Linked DNA regions of Ctenopharyngodon idella: region 2 is linked to region 1. A link is a contact called in public Hi-C data. All regions are on one chromosome and are shown on one strand. Each heading gives the region's core, a stretch centred on a gene start, on an enhancer-like site or on the middle of the called end of the contact. The rest is flanking DNA. Distances are from core to core; before and after follow the strand shown. Region 1 holds the start of fosl2 (FOS like 2, AP-1 transcription factor subunit). Region 2 holds the start of si:dkey-16j16.4.

Region 1 (6,536 bases), core at 2,771-5,270:
GCACTACTAGAACCAGGCATGTCTATTCTGTACTTCTGTGGAGAAAAAAAAAAGAAAAGTATTAAGATTAATTGGAAGAAACTCTGGATTAAGAAGACTCTGACTTTCACCGTACATTAAACACTGTATGATTCATTTTTGGTCTTTGTTACTGCAGTCCCCCGAGCCACCCACTTTTTAGCCATTTTACAAATTCCCATCATCACAGACTAATGAATCATTCCACAAGCTACCTCGCTCCGCGCCCTCTTGACTGCTTGACCCCTTGAGCGACAGGGTGACACACTCACGGTGAATCATGGGAAAGCCCACAACCCTCCCTGACACAAGCCGACCAGGGTTAGATAATAGCCGCTGTGATGCAATGGGCAACAGATTTACCGCTGTGTGGGTATACAACCGATTTTTGTTTTTTTAGAAACAAACTACGTCTTATAAGAAGTGTGTATGACTTCTAAGAAGAACACACTGTTCATAAGACAATTACAATTGACTCAAAATCACGTGTTGTTTGTCTTTAATGCCAACTGCCTTTGAACTTTTGAGGTTGTCTGTAAACTTAGAAATGAAAAATTTGCAAATATTAGATTAAGTTTAATAAAACCTCCGTTTTAAAGTGTATGCTACTGGTAAACTTAACTTTCTTCTTATTTTCTTGCTGTTGGTAAACAGATTTCCATGCAATAATCTAATCACATGCAACAATTTGCACAAGAAAGAGTTTTTTTTTTTACAGTATGTGTGATTTTTTTGTATCATTTTGCTGAATACAATTATACTATACATATAAAAAACTTTACATTTGTTACTGTTATTTATTTTTATTAAATAACATTAACAAGTATTTTAATTGCTAATTAACATTAATTACCATTACTAATACTCAATATAAATAATGCTGGAATGTTTAATATCAATTTAGAAAAGTTTAATATCATGAAACTTTGTTCATATATAGTCATTCTTGATCATATGTGAACTTATGATCTGTAAGAGACTACAGAGTGATAGTTAATGACTTACAAACAAGCATTACCCAAATATTCTTTGGGAAATACAATCAAAATATGTTTTTTTTACATTTGTAATCTGACAAACGCTGAATCAGGTTATGAGACTGCTCTTCTGTTTCACTCAGCCGGGAAGCTGAACTGGGACCCCGCGCCAGCACATTCCATCCACCAAATTCCATTCCATTCACACATTTCTGGTGGGATTTTAACGGGAAACTGACTTCATGTGACGGACAAAGTTTACCGCAAATCATTTGGAGGCGAATGAATTACGGGAAATACCAGCAATCATTATGTGTATGAAAAACAAGCATTATTTTAAAACATAAAAGCTGAGGGTCAATGTTCGTAAGACTCACTTTAGAGTTTTATTTTCACTAAAAGCAACATGTTAGTACAGAATAGTTTTCCACTGTTAAGTATTGCGAAAGACTAACTACCAGGAACTGTTGCGTTTGCTTCCCACTGAATCCATGACGAAAGACCGGGAAGATCAACATAAAAACATATTACTGAATCATTCTCTGTTGTGTTGCGAAATTAGCTTTTCTCTTGAAATGTATACTACCCGAATTCCCTCCACTTGATTTTCCCCCGAAGGTGTCAAAACAAAATGCTGGAATCGAAAGGGGGCAGTTTATTCCACGAGTTCAGTAGCTTAAACAGCAAGACGATGATGTTAGAGAATTTCTGACAGGAGCTGTTAAATGTTCCAGATGTGATTAAAATACCAACGTCTGGGGAACAAGCTGCCAAATTGACCCGGTACACAAGCTCTTATTCATTCGCACTGAGAACCAGTTCGGAAAAAAAAACTGTCTGAAACACTTCATGAAGAAGAGATGCTGGTAGTACTTTACTTGAAACATTATGTAGGCTATAATCCATTTAAACGTAATACTCTTGGTAGCTATAAACATGTAGCTTATTATTATAATACTGTGGTTGACTGTGGTTATCATCATCTACGATAACATACAAATGATTATTAAAGTGAGCTGTGAGACATAAGGATACCATTATTAAGCATCATTTAAATAAAACGTGATAGTGCTTTTTTAACTACTTTTTTTTCTCAGCATGGACCATTTTGCGAGTTTGTCCATGCACAAAGTCGCAATCCCATCACTGAAAAACATGCGTTTTGAAATATAAATATTTAACTAGTAAATTGAATGTTATCAGATAGAAAGACCATGGGGTGCCATTTCATTTAATTCAACATATTAGTTCATAAAAACGTACAAGCCTAAAGTTTGTGTAAAGTGTCTTCATTTTCTAGCTAGGCTGCAAGCTTTCATCCTTTTTTTTTTTTTTTTTTTTTTTTTAAAATACTTTTGCCATGTACGCGAGATCCGAATTAGCTTTCTTTTCTCCATTCTAAACTTTACAGTTCAACTACCGTAAAGACTAAAACAAAAACTGAAAGGTATTTTCAGATAAACAAATGATAACTAAGCATGCTCTGAAGGTTAGTAAAATGCATTCGCTCTGTGGAAGTCCCGGAAGTGTGGCATTCTGTGGCCACTACGTGCGCACTCTCCGTGGGTTTATTTCACATTACGCACACCACCCACGCCACTGCTGCCCTTATCTGACTAGATGCCTAATTCCACGGAAACATAATGTTATGAGTGCCAACATGTGCACTATCTTAACAAAATATAGATTGCAAGAAGAAAAAAAAAAAATCTCTTCTGGGAATCATTTATTAAGCGAGTGAGACGGATTCCTCGGAGAGGATTTTTACGCGTTTTACGCAGATGCGTATAAGCTGTGTCCTCCATGCACTTTCTTTTTTTTTAAATAATGATCAGATACGATTTTAAAACATAGCAATAAAAAGACAGTTATGCATAAAAAATGTGGCAAGCACACAGGTAACCTATACCTACTTATATAGGCTACTTATAGGACACATCGTCCGTCTGTTCCCATATGCAATAATCGAATGTCCAGTTTGCACAACACTTGTATTGCTCTTCAAATCAAGTATACAAAGCCACTGAATGTAGTTCAATTTAAAAAATGAAAACGACGACCAATGACCCTGACTGCAAGTCCTCTATGTATAAAAAGTTTGGTCTCATTTTACATCGCAGTTTTTGTATGACTTTAATATGTGCTAATGTGTTATTATTTTGCGGAGCTGTTTGTAGGCTAATTACATATTGCTATTGATGTTTATAGTAATAAAATGAAGTATGTGTAGGCTAATGTAGTATGAGCACTGTATGTATAAAGTCTCTGAAGAGGATAAGCTAAGTGCACATTGTTACCGGTTAGTTTAGGATTAATTATGATAACATGGTAGGCCTATTTATGCAAACCCGAAGAGCGTAAACATGTAAAGTGTAATCAGGAGACTCGGGCACCTGGTAGTTGGAGGCAGGGATGGGGCTGGTGTCCGGGTGCGCTGGTGAGCTGCTGCTGCCGCGGGAGGACGTGTCGTAAGTCCCGGTGTAATCCTGGTACATGATCCAGGGAAAGAGGAGGAAATTTCAGAAGGTTGATAATGAATTCCCACACGATCAGTGTCTTCAGTGGCAAAAAAGCACTTCCAAGCAAAGCGATTCCTCTATACCTAATCTAAAAATGATATCCAAAATAGGCTACTTTAATGGTCAGTATGTTAAATCCAGGCATATCTTTGTAATATTCTATTATTAGAGAAGTCAGCGATCTCAAATGCTGTAGTCTCTTTAATAGTCCAATAAATTGATGTTTCCGTGTAAAACTAATATCTAATAATCATCGCTACTGAGATGTTCTGCTAGAACCAGATGAAAATGAAAAAAAAAAAAAAAAAAAATCTGTGATGCACCTACTTTTCTTCAGTGAACTCGGTGCTCTTGTAGGTTTAGTCCTGTGCCTATAGCAGTGACTCACGGCAGTGATGAGTGTACCGCTGGACTTTGTTGAACTGATTTTGGCGACTAGGTGAACTTCAGTGCTACTTCTACAGGTCCCGTCGTTAGATGACTCACTTCAATGGCTCTACTCTACTTCGGTGCTCCGCTTATCAACGCCAACCTGCGTCTACGCGTCACAGCCTTCATAAGTCGCACAGCAAAATAGGGGTTTCAACATGTACATTTTGCAGCAATATACCAGACGTTGTTATTCACTGAAGAGTTTATGAAAAAATAGGGGTAAATGTTTAGTTACAAATTATGTACAGCAAAGTATAAATTGTTTAAGGTGTTTTAATTTGTTTTAAACTTGTTTGCTTGTACCGGCCACCCCCATTTCACAGTTGGTTTCGACCATTGACGCATTGTTTCCAAAAATGGGCAGTTGCGTCAGAGCACACGCGCATGGGTTTCCTTGGTAAAGGCACGATTAACGCGTCAGGGATTCCCTCCCCTCTTTCCCCACCTATAACTTGCACTGGGTGGTCTGTGGACACATGCTCTCGGCTCCTAAGATCACGGAACACAGCAAGAGTGTGCAGAGGTGGTCGTGGGTTTAATAGAAAGTAGCCACAAAGCATAGCTTTGCGGTCCGGATGTTGCTCTCTGAACTATAGGCTGTGCGCTTTTTAAATTACTTGAATGTATGTGCAGTTGCTCTTAAATTTCGCGTCTTCACCATGGAGTTTTGGGTTGTTTTTTTTCCCTCTCACTTTTTCGGCAGTTCGAAACAGATTCTTTAATTAATTCAATATATTTTTGTATTTTTCTGTAGGCCTATAACAAATCTTTGTTGCATCATATCTGTTTTTCAACCCATTTATCACACACTTCTCTCTCTCTCTCTCTCTCTCTCTCTCTCTCTCTCTCTCCAGGCGGAATCAAACTCATCATTATAGATCAAAGAACATATCTATCTATAGATGTCGCCAGTGGTACAATAAAGTTTATTGGGGGAGGGGAAGTATCAACAGAACACTTGAGTTTTACAGTCCAAAGTGGGGGTCCAGCTTATTTTGTGTAAGTGATAGATTTTTTTAAATGTATGAATACTTTTTAGTAATAAAATTTTGTGGATTCATAACACTTGGTTGCGATGGCTTGATGGTGGATATAAGTAACTAAAATACAATTTTACAACAGTACCAGTCGCAACCTATTGATAGACCTATTTAGTTTGACATGTCGCCATAATGCAGTGATAAACAGAAAAAGTGGAAATATTTCAACACTTCACTGCAGTAACAATCTGTTTCAGAATGAGTTCATTTATTCCGAGTTGAGTAAAACGTATGAGTGAACATTGGTGCACAGGAAATACCCATAATTAATATATTAGTATAGATGTTAGAATCAACGCTACAACCATAAACGGGTAGGCCATCAGTACTTTTATTAATTACAATAATAATAATAATGATAATAATAATAATAATTATCAAACTACACTACGATAAAACCAAATGCATAGTTAATGCATTTGCATTACACCTAATGCCTTTTGCCTTTATATCTGTCATTGGCTGTCGTATGAGTTTCTGCCATCTGATCTGATAGCTGAGCATTATGGAAAAGAACAAGAACAGGAGTGACGCGCGTTCCCAGTGATCGTGAACGTCACTCGTTGTCTGGCACAGTTCTGATCTCCTCTTAAGCAGGGAAAGAGAATTATAGCTGTTCGCAGGGTAAATTAATGCTGCGATTTCTAGTCATATACTATCGATAACTTTGAAAGAAGAAATCATATTGGTGTGCACATAAGAGAAACTATTATCATGCGATTACTATGTAGCCTACTTACAAAAAGTGGTAGATATCAGATGATATAACCATGGTATTTTGAATGATACACAATACTCCATCGCATATGTCCATAAAACATAGCATTAGTCATAATGAAGACAACACTGATAAATAGATTAGCTCCTTAACCCAGATTTTATATGAGACGCATTCGTGTTAATCTGATAACGTCTCTAGCCAGTGTATGCACGTGCCTATACTGTAATATGGGGTAAATACAACGAAGGCACATGACGGTAAGGATGCATTAACTTTAAGTAGCCTACTGATGGTTTATCACATAGGCTATTTAACTTGCTACTTTGGCTTGCACATCTTGTAAAACTTTATTTGTGATCAAATTTGTTATTGTCCACTTTCCATCACTTAATTCCACCTACTTATTTATTTTATCACCGGTTTCACAGACAATGCTTAAACGGTTAGTTCACCCAAAATGAAAATTATGTCTTTAATTACTCACCCTCATTTCGTTCCAAACCTGTACGACTTTCGTTCATCTTCGGAACACAAATGAAGATCTTTTTCATGAAATCTGAGAGCTTTCTGTCCCTCCATAGACACCTAAGTGACTACCACTTTGACGCTTCAAAAAGTTCATAAAGAGATCGGAAAACTAATCCATATTTTTGAGTAGATAATTCCAAATTTTTGCTGACACTTGATAAGCGAACAAACAGAAGCTCAACTAAACCTGCTTCACGTGCGAGAACAACCCTCTTCGGAAGCTCAGTTGTGCTGCGTAACACACGAGAATGAACCTCATTGGTTCTCTCACGCGTCAAGCAAACATGCTTGAGCTTCCGTT
Region 2 (6,536 bases), core at 1,046-3,545, 160 kb after region 1:
ACGTGGATGCAACAGATTTGTTTGATGTTGTTGCCATTTATTGGGCATGATGACTAATGAGCAGGCTAAAAGTGAAATGTTCTCATCACATGTGAGATTTATTATTTTTCCTTAAATCACACAAATACAGTATATATGTGTGTACATTGTTAATTTGTGTTCATTCATAACTCATAAATTAACTGATGTACTTGAAATGTTAGTGATGTGTACACATTAACATTGACATACGTTTTTTATTTATTGTTAGTTCATGATACAAACCTAAAACATTAATTAACATTAACAAATATTTCTCCAGAGCTGCTTTATAACTGAACTGAACTCATTTCATAATTGACGAACTTTACACACTTCAGCAAAATAATGACACTTTTGTCTTTTTAGAGCTGCTTTTCAGCATTGAATTGAGTTTGCATATTTGATCATTACTTTCCGGTTAATCACTGTTTCAAAGCAGTTTCACAATCTGTATTGCATGAAGAGCTATACAAATAAAGGTAACTTGACTTAAACAAAGGTCATAATATACTTAACGTTATTCTTAAAGGGTTAGTTCACTCAAAAATGAAAATAATGTCATTAATTACTCACCCTCATGTCGTTCCACACCCGTAAGACCTTCATTCATCTTCGGAACACAAATTAAGATATTTTGATTAAATCCGATGGCTCAGTGAGGCCTGCATTCAAAGCAATGACATTTCCTCTCTCAAGATCCATAAAGGTACTAAAAACATTCACAAAGCTCCGAAGCAGTGTTTTGAAATCGGCCCATCACTATATTGTTGAAAAGTTGTTATTTTGTGCGCACAAAAATATTCTCGTCGCTTTATAATATTAAGGTAGATCTACTGAACTCGCATGAACTGTTTTAAATATGTTTTTAGTACCTTTATGGATCTTGAGAGAGGAAATGTCATTGCTGTGAATGGTCTTACGGGTGTGGAACGACATGAGGGTGAGTAATAAATGACACTGTTTTCATTTTTGGGTGAACTAACCCTTTAACAAAAAGCAAATTATTTGTTGAATGTTTATACATACATACATACACACGCACAACAGATAATGTTTACTGTCTTTCTATATACATACATACATAGCTAGCTATACATACATGCATACATATGCAGATGTACTTCCTGTTATTCTTGCTGGAGCTCTTCATCAGTGGTCGGTCATACAGCGCCTCCTATTGACAAACTGCGGAATTGATATCATTATAATACTTTTTTTTTCTTTAAATACATTTTTAAAAGAGTGTTTACTTCTACCAGAGTTCATTTGGAGTTTAACACCATTTTAATGCAAATAAAAAAGAGTTCATGCCAGTGTCCTGTTTTCACTGGACAGATCCTTGTCAAATCTCCCATCGTTCCTCTATCTATTCCCCTAATGGAACATACAAATTCTAGGTCTGAACAAGTCAAATGCAAAACTTCATGGCCATACTAACTCAAAATATGCATTTCAAATGATGTCAAATAGAGTTTAAACTGCTTCATCTGTTATGTATTAAGTTTAAGATTAAGCAATAGTCCTATTGACTAACATGACAAAAAGCCACGGGCAACACATTCATTTTTAAAAAGACAGTGCCCTCTAGTGGTCATATTTTGTTCCTACATTTCCCTCTTCTTCATGAGGAACTGTCACATGAGAATTGAAACCAATGACAAAAAGTACATAAAAGGCAATAAAAAAGATGTTAAGAAAATAATGTCTTAGCGCTATTTTAACACAGTGTGGTTTGCTTGAAGATATGTAATCTAATATCTCATTACACAGACCTATACTTCATTATATATATATATATATATATATATATATATATATATATATATATATATATATATATAAGACAAGGTAAGTGCTAAGACAAAAAATAAAATAAAATAAAATAAAAATACTTTAAAAAAAATATGTATATCACTGTGCAGCATCAACTGAACTTTTAACCTCACCCTCTTCTGTTTTGTCTCTTCAAATGACACTAAATCCATGTGAACTTTAGATTTACTTTGGCTGCTAGCAACACATTAGAACTGCCCCACAAAAAGAAAATTGTTCTTGCAAACTTTGTACAATCGAAATATTAAAAAATAACAATACTGTAGTGCATCTAAAATGAACCTGCAGATTAGGAGTGATCTACTTGTGCCCAAGAAATGGAGCACACTTGACCCAGACCCTGCAAGCTCTTCATATTCCTTTAAGATGTTACTGTTCCGCCTCCTTTTAGAACGCAATGACATCATCGGTTTAAGCAACCAATGAGAGAGAGCGACGAGCATGAGCTAGAGAGAGTAGTATGTGTAGTGCGCATACGTATGTGTGTATGTGTGCGTGTGTGCGTGTATGAGTGCGATTGAGATTCTATGGAGGCTTTTTCTTAATTAGACACACTTCAGCTTCATCGTCCATCTGCCGTTTGGAGTAAGATTAACGTTGATTTTTACCCATGTGGATTTTGAAAACGTTTTGATGACGAATGTCACTGTCGCTTATCAATTCAGCACAATACAGGACTTAGTTATATTTAATTAATTTGCCTTCATCATAGTGATGGATGTTTAGACCAAGTTATGAGACTTAACTTTAAAAACAGATCGGCTCCTTGCTGCACGGAGATCTGCTGTTGTTTTGGCACTGGGAACTCATAATCGTTGTTTATCTGTGTTTCAGCCTGAGTTTGTTTGCATGGAGCTGAACATCTTTGAATACACAAATTGACTGTTCTTAGAAAGAGCTGATCGATCCAATTATGTATCAAATAGATATGAATCTGTAATTTGAAGAAGTGATCTTAAACAAAGCCAAGAACAATCAAAGGAGGGCAGAATGCTGAAGACCCTCACTAAAAAGCTCAGAAGACACTCTCTAAATGAGATCCATCCGTTTCAACTTAAGGTAAGTCAGTTAATAATTATATTAAAAACGTATGTAAGTTGTCTGTAAGGACACTAATACAAAGTACCCTTAACTTAATAACTGGCCACACTTTACAATACGGTGTTACTGTACATAAATAAGCACTGAATAATACTAATGATGTCATGAACTGATTGTAATCACACTATTTATTTTTGTAATAATTTTTAGTAGCACATACATGAACACTGTAATGCAAAGTGTTACTGTAAAGCTTTGTTCCACTTGAATACAGAAGCTTCCTATATATCATATTTATGTCCCAGTGTACTACAGAATGTTTAAGCTCAAGGTGGATTTGTTACAAGGACTAGTTTTAAAACCCACTCATTCAGACTCTTGTGTATATTTACTCAAGTGATCACACACACGTACCCTCGAAACTGGAAGTTCACAAACAACATGAAAAGATGCCCTCAGAGACTATCGGAAAATTGATATGTGAAATAAAATCCTTTATTCGAAGGATAAACTAAAGGACCAGACTTCTGAGTTAAAAGTTTTAGCAGGAGAAATCATGATGGCATCTGGCTTACGCCATCTTGAAGAACAGTCTTAAAGTAATACAACACCTTTCTGGAATCCATAAATACTTGACATACTGAACCCAGTGCTGGCTCTCTGCTGATGCTGCATTGTTATAAAGTCATAAATTGTTCATAAATGCACCACACCAACTTTTATTGAAGGCACTGGCATGTATGCCTCTTGTTTGAGCACATGGTTCCACAAAGATGTCCACTTCTTGGTCCATTCCGTGGGTCACCGCATGGCAGTTTTCAGGTTTTTCCTATTAGACTTTTAGTTGATTGATCTGACCAACTGCTTCTTTCAGTTTCATTATTTCTCATGAGAGTTGTACCCTTAAGCCATATGTTTCCTTCCTGGTGAGTTGTTATCTCCTCAAAGGGAGGTACTGTTTTTGGCAATAACAGAATGGAAAGCTACTTTAAAACCGATGAGTAATGAATGAAATTGAATAGCCTGCTATAAAGGTGTTACCGGCTTGTCTTCGTTATGAGGAAGAAGAGGATGAATATAAGACATATATTTAAGTAGTACACATATAGCATACACAGTATGCACTGTATGTTTCCACATGTCATTTCAAACCTCTGACTGTATGTTAGAATTTTGTTGTTGTTGGTGGTGGTGGTGGTGAACTATCCCTTTAATACATGATTCTGGTCTTATTGTGCAAGATTCATTATCAAGATTCCAAAGAAAAAAATAACTTGCTCTGCTTCTGAAATGATATTCCTTTTGGCTGATGTCAACTAGGCCACGTGGGTTTGGTCTATTTGTTAACGCTGCTAACCAGTTGATAAATAGCTAGTTCACTGTTGTAGGTAATGCAGCCTTTTTCAAAATCTTGCTAATAGTTAACACATTAATTTAATGCTAATTAATGTTAATGTAATAAAGGTTAAGGCAATAACGTGGACAGATTAGAAAAAGAAGAGTTACCATTGGGATACAATGAGATGAGCACTGACTTCAACCCAGTCAAAACCTCCTCATTTCAAAACGCTCTCTGTCCACACTAGCATTTTCAAGCCTTTCCAGAAGTTGCTTTTCCACATTAGGGATGTGGTAGGGATGTTTCCACGATGGGCACCGGGTAGTTATAGGAACTCACTTATAGGAACTAGTCACAAGGGCGGTCCCCAGAGAACTAAATGTTCCCCTAGGGCCATTTTCCTGGTTGCATTCACACCGCCAGTAGGAACTCTGAAGTGACGTAAGCCGTCTGACAGCGACGTCATTTAAGCGCGTCATTCAAAAACGTCAACAACTCCGTAGCGTTGGTCATCTATCGCTGTTTTCCATGTCCATGGAGTTAGCTCGTCGAATAAGTATATGTGAACTGTGTGTGTTTGCACGGCTTTTTAAAATGGCGGGTGCCAGTGTTTCTTACGGCATGCGTTTGGCCAAACAGTGTACACCTACGTCACTGGTAGTTCCTGTTGTGCTGGGTTAGACTCAAATCTGAAGTAGGAGCTAATTTAGTCCCCCCATAAGGCTTTCCTATAACTAAAATCGTTCCTAGTTCCTGCTGCGCGAACACACCAAAATACTTTTCTAATACGCAAATTAGAAAATGTTCCTCTGGTGCAAAGGCCCTATTGAAACTACTGAAAACACTTCAGTCACCTTATTGTGCATGCTCAAAACATAATAAAAGCTCACTGAAATAATAGAGAGAGATCAGACATAATAAATTACTCACACCATTCTTCTGGCACTATTATTTTATTAGCAAAATATTCCACCACTCACTGGTTACATTCAAAATCGCTATTTCAGGTCTAATACGCAATTGTTTTGCTGCAGGACAGCTTTTTTTTTTGTGTCATATTTTTAGGAATGTTATATGAAGACTATACAAAGTAAAATGTATCTTTAATAAGCCTATGAGCATGTATAGCAGTCACAACATTCCCAGTACAACCATAGATATATATTGGTACATCATGTATCACATGATTAAACATGTTTAATCATTTTCAAGTTCCTCAATTCTCACAGTCCAATTTATCCAATTGGGAGAGCATCTTCAAAAAACATTTTCTTTGGACAAAAATGGCACCTCAGTGTTGACAGAAGACCAAAACTTAGATTAAAAGTTGCATTTTCAAGTTAATTCAGATTAATGTGGATGTAGTCTTAATTGACTGTATTCTGGTTTCTAATTCCCACCTTCCATGATCCAGTAAGTTCCTTATTGATAAAACAAAGTTCTCAAGTTTTAGCTTTAGATGTGATAATTACAAAACTACAAAATTACGATCTAACATCAAAAACATAGAGATGTTCAAAGTATATGGAAGTCACATCAGTGGCTATGCATTGCCAAAGACTGTTATTCCTGTACCAGCGGACACGTGTCCTGATCTCAGCTTGACCCTATGGCTTACACTAATAAATACAATTACGGTGGTTGGAGTGTGGCCTTCTGCCAGAAACGTCTTTGACACTGCTGTGTTGCTGACAGAAGCTGTGTGTGTATAAGTGTCTGTGTGTGTCATGTTTGAGTAGATTTAGTAGACCACTGAGAAGCTTTAAAAGAAATTTGAAATTCCTTGTGGAAGTGTTCCACAGACACAAGCCAGAAGAAAAATTGAGCAATGGCCCTTTCACATGACGAGCATCAGGGCTTAAATGCACCTTTCCACACAAGTATCATGCACAGCTTTGGCCTCCACATGAAAAGCATTGCAGATAAAGCCACAAAAGTATGCGTTTGCCATGCATTAATTTGCATAGGACATGTAATGTCCTATATAATATAATAATTATCAACTAAATGTCACAACATACCTTTAATATTTCACGTTGACATTAAACTTTGAGTGTTGTGTTGCAACTTTTGATCTCAACACACAACTTGCTGTCCGCAGTGATACTTTGCTCTGTAGAGCGCATTGGGGAATTTTGAAACAAGTCATGTGGAAGGGCCTTATTAGATAAAAAATACAGAAATAGTATTCAAATGTAAGTTAGGGTACATCAACAATGAAGCAACATTGTATGAGGACATAAACAGACCTATGCCAATCCTGAAGTTAGAGTCACTCAGAAGTCTCCTTCATGCATGAACA

What was found. Hi-C and Micro-C count contacts between places; a contact is called where the count stands out from the background.
Region 2: a Hi-C map of muscle shows a contact between it and region 1, with 4 times the contacts expected there. The contact joins the promoter of si:dkey-16j16.4 here to the promoter of fosl2 in region 1. A contact is called at or near these places in 2 of 2 Hi-C or Micro-C datasets (both in muscle).

Annotation. Positions count from the first base shown.
Region 1 is chr17:12,602,325-12,608,860 of HZGC01, forward strand. fosl2 (FOS like 2, AP-1 transcription factor subunit) reads right to left here and starts at 4,021. Exons shown (of 5, transcript XM_051869326.1): 1 at 3,842-4,021; 2 at 3,389-3,602; 3 at 1-35. The coding sequence starts at 3,490. LOC127499163 (a long non-coding RNA gene) reads left to right here and starts at 4,178. Exons shown (of 3, transcript XR_007926062.1): 1 at 4,178-4,945.
Region 2 is chr17:12,762,354-12,768,889 of HZGC01, forward strand. It overlaps si:dkey-16j16.4, which reads left to right and starts at 2,296. Exons shown (of 6, transcript XM_051869331.1): 1 at 2,296-2,439; 2 at 2,689-2,913. The coding sequence starts at 2,845.